Regions from separate parts of the Mus musculus genome. Here region 2 is linked to region 1. A link is a contact called in public Hi-C data. All regions are on one chromosome and are shown on one strand. The core of a region is the stretch at or near the end of the contact, and the rest is flanking DNA. Distances in the headings are between cores, read along the strand shown.

Evidence for each region. Hi-C and Micro-C count contacts between places; a contact is called where the count stands out from the background.
Region 2: a Hi-C map of the N1E-115 cell line shows a contact between it and region 1, with 6 times the contacts expected there. The contact joins two enhancer-like sites. A contact is called at or near these places in 3 of 39 promoter capture datasets (the 3T3-L1 cell line and hippocampal neurons), 6 of 484 Hi-C or Micro-C datasets (DN3 thymocytes, the N1E-115 cell line, dorsal root ganglion neurons and 3 more) and 4 of 9 other capture datasets (adipose tissue, embryonic stem cells, liver and 1 more).

Annotation. Positions count from the first base shown.
Region 1 is chr6:146,903,843-146,908,245 of GRCm38.p6, reverse strand. The region is part of intron 1 of Ppfibp1 (PTPRF interacting protein, binding protein 1 (liprin beta 1)); the gene reads right to left. Among named protein-coding and RNA genes, the nearest start is that of Ppfibp1, 18 kb to the right of the region's middle. Within about 2 kb of position 1,980, at least 22 of the 459 cell types and tissues checked have an H3K27ac peak or open chromatin away from gene starts, as enhancers often do. A contact at or near this core is called in the N1E-115 cell line, where this site is marked.
Region 2 is chr6:146,990,944-146,995,346 of GRCm38.p6, reverse strand. It overlaps Ppfibp1 (PTPRF interacting protein, binding protein 1 (liprin beta 1)), which reads right to left. Exons shown (of 31, transcript NM_001355728.1): 6 at 2,832-2,945; 7 at 1,910-2,041. Among named protein-coding and RNA genes, the nearest start is that of 1700034J05Rik, 39 kb to the right of the region's middle. Within about 2 kb of position 2,381, at least 9 of the 459 cell types and tissues checked have an H3K27ac peak or open chromatin away from gene starts, as enhancers often do. A contact at or near this core is called in the N1E-115 cell line, where this site is marked.

The sequences.
Region 1 (4,403 bases), core at 731-3,230:
TGTAAGTGCAACACAGGTTGTTTCAGAAACTATTGTACTTATATATTTAGAGAATTAATATTCTGATCATGCAGCAATTCACACTTGGGGAAAATTATTCAATTTGGAATCAGCCATTTCAGAAATCCAGAAGCTAGGCCCCACTACACCACAATCAGGCATATGTATCACCAAGCATCATGTGAACTTCCAAGAAGCCACAGGCCTGCTGTTTAATAATTAACAAGGAGGTTATGATCCCCCCCTTCATTTGGCTACAGGGTCCAAATTTCCCAACCTGGCAGATAAAGTGTCTTGCCACATCTACACTTGTGTTTGATTCCTAACAGACACACAGCGTAACTCCACTTGACACCCACTTTGGAGCTTCTAGGCAATCTAAGTCTGGAGAATTATTTTAAATTGTGCTGAGGACACTACAAGCTCCCTCAAAAGTCTCATGAAGGCTGAAATTTTAAAAACACTTGTTAGGTGGCCATTCAATTAAAAACTACAAATAATTAGCAGTCAGCTCTGACCACTTTCTGAACACCAACCGAAGCTAGTAAACAACCACAGGAGTTAAGTGATGTACAGGAGTACAGCAAGGTCACAAGTCAGGACAGTAAGACCTATCTTAACTAATAATATGCACATCACAACATCACATGGCGCTATGAACTGACACTCGTACAAAGGGTGCCCAAACTGGCACTGTCAACCCCACCCTCACACCCCAGTAGACTCACCCTGCTAAGCTACCTGTCAAGAACTTCTCTATCTTAAGTATACACTGAACTTGGAACAGCATTCCAAATCTTTACTAACAAGAACAAAGGTTTGGGGTTGATACTGATGACATGGTAGTAATTTTTGTAATCCCCCAAGAGACCAGACAGGGGAGGGGCTGCAGCAGGACTTGGGAGCTCCTATACTGCTTTGCACGGTAAGCTGCATCTTCTTTCAGAAAACCCTAAGAGGCTGGCTGGGATCCATACAGGCTAAGGGTATGAGACAAAAGGAAACTTGTCACAGCACCAGGAGTCAGAGGGAAAGCAATGACTACTTCCTATTACTGCAAGATTGGGGTGGTCAGGTTGTTTAAAGGGAAGAAAATATACTTCAAATGAAAACTTAGCCTAACCGTACAATTCTGTCTAATGTTTGTCAGCATTTTTACATCTGATCTCATTTTTTAGCCTGAAAGCCCTCCTATGAAAGCTGGCCTGGAATTATCATACTCAGTCTACAACTGGCAGCATGGCTTGTCCAAGACCACAAAGCTTATCAACATTGGGGTCAGACTGCCAGAATCTTGGTGTGGGAGTTTTCCTTATAGTAATAATTATCATCGTCATCATTCTTGAGATTGTAATTACATCATTTCACCTTCCCTTTCCTCCCTCCAAAGACTCAGAGTTTTTAATCTGTCCAGTTCCAATTTGTCTAAGTATTTTTTCAAACTTGTATACAAAACCCCTGAAAGTCTGGCTCCCCCTACTTCTCTCCCTCCCACCTTCATGCTACAGACCAGTATTTCATAAAGACAGGGACTGTTAATGGCACATAATCCTGGGGCAGAGCCAATCCCCCACCTGCCTCTCTGACTCTAAATAATCCAGATCTTCTGTTGTTGATAACAAACCACAACTTCCAAAGTACAGATGACAGAGGTTGGAAGGGTCAAGTTCACCACAATGAGCTTCACTCACCAATGCACTTCATGTCAAATGCATATATGCGGAGGGAAGTAGACACGACACTTTAAACAGCTCACAGACTCCTTAGTCATAGTAACTTAGAAAAGACTGTCCCTGGTCATTGGGTGCTGTCTGCTGTTATCTGAGGCCCTTGCAGGATTTACTCATGCCAACTTGGCATTCTCTTTCTGCAATAAAAGATGCTGGGACACAGGAAGTCAGAAGGGGATCTTCATGCCATCAACAGAGACTCAGCTAAGGCAAACACTAATGGAAGCTAATCACTCCATTAACTCCATCAGCCAAGCAGCCAATAAAACACAAAACAGCTGGCACGCTCCACTCCTGCATGCACCACCCCTGCCTTGTTTCAAAGGGCTGGAGCCAACATGACTTCAAGTGACTACTAGCACAGAGCTGCCTGCTGGGTTCCTATCTCAAGATCATGAACCACTCTCTCCAGTCCTTCAGGGCCATCAATAAATAGTCAGATCAGTATCAGTCTTATTCTTCCTTTCTCTCCTCATCAATTTCAACTTTCCTCACTGTTACTTCCACTTCTACCTCCGTCCCCAAATATCCACTCTAACTTCCAGTCAAACTGCAAGACTGGAATTTTAGTGAAACAGTTCCAACTGGCCAATGGCACAACATTTTACAATGTTCAAGCCTCAGTCTGCAGCAGTCCCAAGATTTGGCCAATGACCCCTGAGCATTAAACATGTAAGGGAATGTAGAAATCACACCAATTTACATAATCACTGATGCTTACTGTATCTATGTCTTACCTATGGAATGTACATGCCCTAAATTATATTATAATTCTAATTTATGAACTTATATGTATTACATGAGGAAAATTTCCCATATCCTCTCCATTCCTACCAAGATGCAGGAAAGAAGATGAGAAAACCACACAATAGATCCAAGCTCCAAGATCCAAACCAAGGCTGTCAGTCACCAGCTCAGAAGCTCTTTCCTGTAATTATAACTCACTTTCTATTCAAATACTGAGTTAATTCACTGCTGAAGTGTAACCACAAGGCTGAAGATGACTCTTTTAGAGAACACAGGTTCACTTCTCAGCACATACATAACAGCTCACAACTATCAATAACTATGTTTCAGGAGATCCAATGCCCTCTTCTGGCCTTTTTGGACATCAGAATACATGTGATATACAGACATGTATGCAGGCAAAACACCCATACACATAAAATAATAATAAAAAAATTTTTTAATTAAACACAATCATGGCTTCAGGGACTAAAATTAAATAAATAGAGCATAAAGGGGATTCCCAATGAATGTCTTTCTTTAACTCTGCAGAATAAAAAGCATATTGGCTTAGAATTCTGAAAGCATAAACTATTTGGCTTAATTCATTAACATGCAAAGCCTGAACATACACACAATAGAAGTTAAATGACAAGATAACCTCATGTGGAATTCTTCATGCAGAGACTTCCTATTAGTGCCGTTCTCTTAGGTCATAAGGGCTTAGCACCAGCACCAACCAAACCTGACTTCTACACAGCATGATAACTTAAGCTTGATATTCTTTTCTCATGATTCTGTTAATAAAGCATGGAAAAGTAACAACTCTTTAAAGGATGCCAAAACTCTTAGCTATGTGCAAAGGAATGACTGAGCTATCACCCTTCGCAAGAGCTGTGTTTCACGTGAATAAACAGACAAAACACACTTTGCCTTGACTATGAGCACAGTCCTAAGTTCATGATGAACTCAACAAAACAGAAAGACCTGTGAGGAGCAGGTAACTTATCCACAATAGAAAGGGGGAAAAAAAAAAAAGCACTGAACAGGGAAATTTTCTCACATCTAAATAAAATATTTGAAAAAGAAAAGAAAAGAAGAAAAAAGAAAAATTCACTTATCAGATATTCTAAAACTTTTGAACAAAAAAGAAAAGTTGCATTTTTTTTAAATTGAGAACTAAGACATAATCTGCTGAACTCCCACAGAAAATGAGCCACGTATTATGATAGGCATCTCAATTTAATCCAACAATCCTAAAAAGCAAAGTTATTTCATGCTACTGATGAGAAGACAGAGCTCGGGGTGGGTAAGGAACAGAACTGTAATCCTAAAACAAGAGCACCCTTGAATAGAATCCTATTCTATCCAAGGTACAACTGATTCCAAAACCTAAGATATTGGAAGCTGCACACTACCTACTAGTTCCACCAAGGAATTCAGGACCCTGACTACAGTGACAGGGCTGCTCCTAAGTGGAGCCCATCAGCCCTGGAGTCAGAAGCTCTGTTTTAACAACACTTCCATTGAGTGATGGTTTCCTCCCAAATTAATGGAGATGAAGATGGTATTTAACCTCATAACATTGAGGTAAGAAGCAGCTATAAAAGCCGCAGTGAAAGGCCTTACCAAAACAGCCAAGTGTTCCATAATGTTACCTCATCTTCAAGCTTGGGGTGGTACAGCTGATGAGCAACTGAGTGCAGGTCCAGGGCCCAGTTAAGACCACACCTCAGAGCCTGAAGGGGAAAGGGCCCAGGCATCGAGGAAACCTGTCACAGCCCCTGTTTCAGCTACCTTCCCATAGATAAAAAATTGATTGTGGGATAACTCTATACAAATCGAGGCCACAGTTTGTTGAATGGACTCCTGGTCATAGTTAGTTAGCCAATTTGGAATCAGTGGAAGCCTTCAGTAAACTCCCTTCCACCCAGAGGCAAGGGAAAT
Region 2 (4,403 bases), core at 1,132-3,631, 87 kb before region 1:
AACATCACAGAAACACAACTAATGCAGAAGGCTGTCTAACACCAACAAAGCCACTTAGCATCTGCTTCTATATTAAAACTAACTATGGACCCCACCTTTTCATATAAACTAGAGTATTTTCTCTTCCATTAACCTTAAAATTCTTTTCTGTGATGCATTATAGTTATTTAAAGATTTCTATAATTTTTGCCTAGTCTATAAAAATATAAACTTAAGTTTCTTTAAGCCAACAATCTCAACATGAAGGTAGATGAGGGTCTAATTAATATATATATATATATATATATATATATATATAGTATATTCATATATCTAATACAATAACATAATTTTATACATGTAAAATTTTAAAAGCCTAAATGATTTTATAACAGAATATAATTGTATACCATTTCTACTGCCATTTTAAAAATGTACTTGTGAAAGTTGTTTAAATAATTTGAATTCAAGTTTAAAAAGAATTGGTTTCTCTTGCTAGCTTATCTTGCCTGCATAGAAGCCAGGAGTGGCCTTCCTTCCTTTGATCTTTCAGGCTTTGCTATTGTTAACAGGCAGCTTTGAACCCCCGGCAGGGACTGCTATAAACATTACCCCTTCCTTTAGTGCTGACTGCAAAGATGAAGGAAGAATTATAGAAAACCAAATTACATAGTGGGGCCATTTTCCTATTTTTTTTTAAAGACAAACTATCCAATTGTTTTTGGTGGCAATGGATTAAATATGAATCTGAAGTTCCAACCTGTGAGAAGCTTGATATGCCCAAGACAAGTCGGGCTGGAAAATATGGAACTACCTCTTTAATGCAAAAAGAGAAAAGGAAAGAAAATCTTTTTAAAAACCAATGTAATCTAAACTACTACACTTATCAGCTCAGGCGCTACTCAGAGCTCTGCATTTTAGCCATCTGTGCCTACACCAGAAGGGGGCGCAAATCTTCAAGGTTTAAAGATTTTAACGCACTAGGTTTTGGAAACACCTATAAATGTTCCCCACTTACTTCAACATTTTCCTGGAAACCAACATCCAAACTCTCAAAATTATGGCAGTGTTAAGCGATTCAGGATTGCAGAATAGCTAGCTAAAAGTTTTATTTTTAAGGGGACATTAAGCCAGAACATGTACATATTCTATTCTGTTTCAACGTCTGAATGCTATTTTGATTATTTTAAATATAAATGTAAAATTACCAAATATACTGTAATGTATCCTGTGAATATGTGTACACCCTTATATCAGCAGTGTAAACTATTTCATAGGATATGATCAAGGATTGTGTTTTCTAGAGGTTCTCAGGGTCCCTGGATGAGAACACAGGAGAAGACAGAAGTAGGGAGAAACAAGGCGTGACAAACACCTGCTGCAAAACCTCACAACCAGCCTCATAACCAGATTAAACTAAGCACAGTGCACCAGGTAAGTAAGACTCCGCCTCCTACAGTGTGGACAGCCTCCTCAACTCCCTTCCTATCCGCCATCCAGCCTCCTAGTTCCCATCCCTACAGCCTCCTCCCACCACCACTGAAACAATCCTCCTGCAGCCCCAGCTACTACGAAGGTTCAACAGCAACTGTTCTATTAGGGATGAGAGGGTAAGGAAAAGGGAAAAGTCTAAACAGACTCTTACAGGAAAATAAAGCCAGATGGTGGTGGCAAAAGCCTTTATCCCAGCACTCGGGAGGCAGAGGCAGGTGGATTTCTGAGTTCGAGGCCAGCCTAGTCTACAATGTGAGTTCCAGGACAGCCAGGCTACACAGGGAAACCATGTCTCAAACATCAAAGGGGGTTAAAAGCCTTAATCAGTCTGATGAAGAGACTGAGCAGTGCTCTTGCCCTAAGGAGCACAGTGAGGGCTGAGGAGGGAGGGAAGAGACAGAACGAGCATGCGAGCATGCGAGCATGCGCTACTTACCTCTGTGTCTCTGAACCGATCTTCATAATCCAGCCTGTCCTTCTCTACGGCCGTCAGTTTTAACTTCAAGTTAGAGATCTCAGCCATCAGCTCCAGCTTCTGTGTCTCTAAGGAGGTCCTACTCAGAAGCTCCTGTTAGGATTCCAGATGTTCACAAGTTTTACATTACACATTTCTGTCGTGACGGCAGAGCGGCAACGGTTAAGTGTAGCCTGTGGGTGAAGTACTGCCACACACCACACGGCTGAGGATCACTTAATCTAGTGACCTCTTCTGAACAGAACTACAACGTGTCATCAGGGTGTCGGGGAGACGCATCTGGCAGACTCCTGAGCCCAACGACAGCACTGATGGTGCTGTGCATGGTGCCTGCTATATCAGGAACTGGGAGACATGCTCATGAGTTCAGTCCCTGCAAAAGTCTCCTGAGGAAGAAGAGCTTATCAGCCTCATTTATCAGGGTTTCTAGAAACATGGAAGCCTAGATCACGAGGACAGGGAGGTCCGGAGCCTGTCAAGGCAGGCAATAGCACAGACTGATGTTCAACAGCAGCAACTCTGCATCCAAATACAGTCTCTGCGGCATCACAGGCTTTTCATCCACAAGCCCCATGTACGCACTGGGACGCATATATATATATGAGGTTTTGCCTTAACAAGCCACATATGGTGATTTTTCATCTCACGGTTGAGAGTTAGAAATAATATGAGCGCAAAAGATCAACTTATAATTCCTGTAATATTGTGTTCTCTCATAACTGCACAGTGTTGTGTGTCTCTGTGGTTTTAGACTCTGCTACTCTAGACTTCAAACAAAACAGTCTAGGGATTCTGGAATTTACTGCTGCTGAGACAAGACAGGAATGTTGCACCTCAGATAACACAATCCAGCATCCCCTCCCCCACCAGCTTTGGCCCATACCTGCTGCAGCATTTCTTCAGTGGCATTCAGCTTCTCTCTGTGCTCTTCAAGACAGAACTCCAAATCCCGAATCTTCTCTCCCTGAGCCTCCACCTGGTCTGTCAACACACTTACCTATTAAATCAAAGCAAGAGGCTATGAGTTTGAAAGGCTCTGGGCCCCAAAGCATGGCTCATTCTCTAACTGGAATGAGGACTAAGATCCATCACTCACGGTGGTTTAAAACATCACAAACTTAACAAGAGGACAGTGGTCCTACCCTTTGCTATTTATATTTCGCTTTGTGTGGATCAAGCCCAAGACTTGTGCATGCTAGGATAGGCAGGCTCTCTACCACCGGGCAGCCTCTGCAGCCCTATGCTGCCTTATGATCCAAGGATTCCTATTCAATTTAGGAGAAACATGGTGCTGATGAGAGATTTGCAGTTTCTTTACGCATTAAAACCATTTCAGTTGTCATTAGGAAAATCTGATGTTGAAGGCGATGGTAAGAGACTACTAGTCGGGAGCCACAGAGGAAGTGAGGAAACAGGCACAAAGGACCACGCAGATTTCACGGATCAATAATAAAAAGGAGCAAAGGTGAATAAAGACCTCAAATTCTACAAGCTCTTCCAAGATGAACATGGTCACAAGTGCGTTCAAAGCAAGGGCAAAGGAAGAGTGCTGTGGTGCACTTAGCATGAGTTCAGGTCCCAACACCAAAGAGGAAAAGGAAAAAGCCAGGGTACTGCACCACATGCCCAGGAAACAAACAGTGAAGCCCATCCCTCATCCCCAGGGTTCCATGCAGATCTACAAGTCTTCCCCCTGGGATACCAGCTGAATAAATACTCTTTGATCCACATCGTTCGAAACATAAAGATAAAGGCATTTTCTCTGTACTTAGGAACACCATGAGGAAGCAAGCAAAAGCAAGTACCGCATAGTACTCCCCAACAGCAGGCTCCACTCGGCTACTCTGTACGGTTTGTGTGTCATTTTAAAAGATGGAAAGTTAATATATATTCAGACAAGAGATTTTTATACTACGGGAATTCACAGATCTGGATTTCCAGTTGAAATGTATATAAAATCAGATCTGACAGCAGGGGACATACAAAATCATCTCAAGTGGCAAAATCATCTCAAGTCTGACCTGCTCCTGAGAACTGGGTGACAAAGCTGGCCACAGCCAGCCCTGCGCACTCCAGGTACAGAGAGCTGACCTAGCACCCCCTTCTTGTTTGTAAGATAGGACCTGAGAGGGCTGGTGAGATGGCTCAGTGGGTAAGAGCACCCGACTGCTCTTCCGAAGGTCTGGAGTTCAAATCCCAGCAACCACATGGTGGCTCCCAACCATCTGTAACGAGATCTGACTCCCTCTTCTGGAGTGTCTGAAGACAGCTACAGTGTACTTACATATAATTAATAAATAAATAAATCTTTAAAAAAAAAAAAGATAGGATCTGGGGTTATATCCCAGGTTGGTCTCAAATTCATGGCAAATCTCCTGCCCCAGCCTTCTAAGTCCTGGGATTACAGTCACTGACACCACAGCTGCCTTCTTCTGCACTGGCTGTTTCCTTCAGT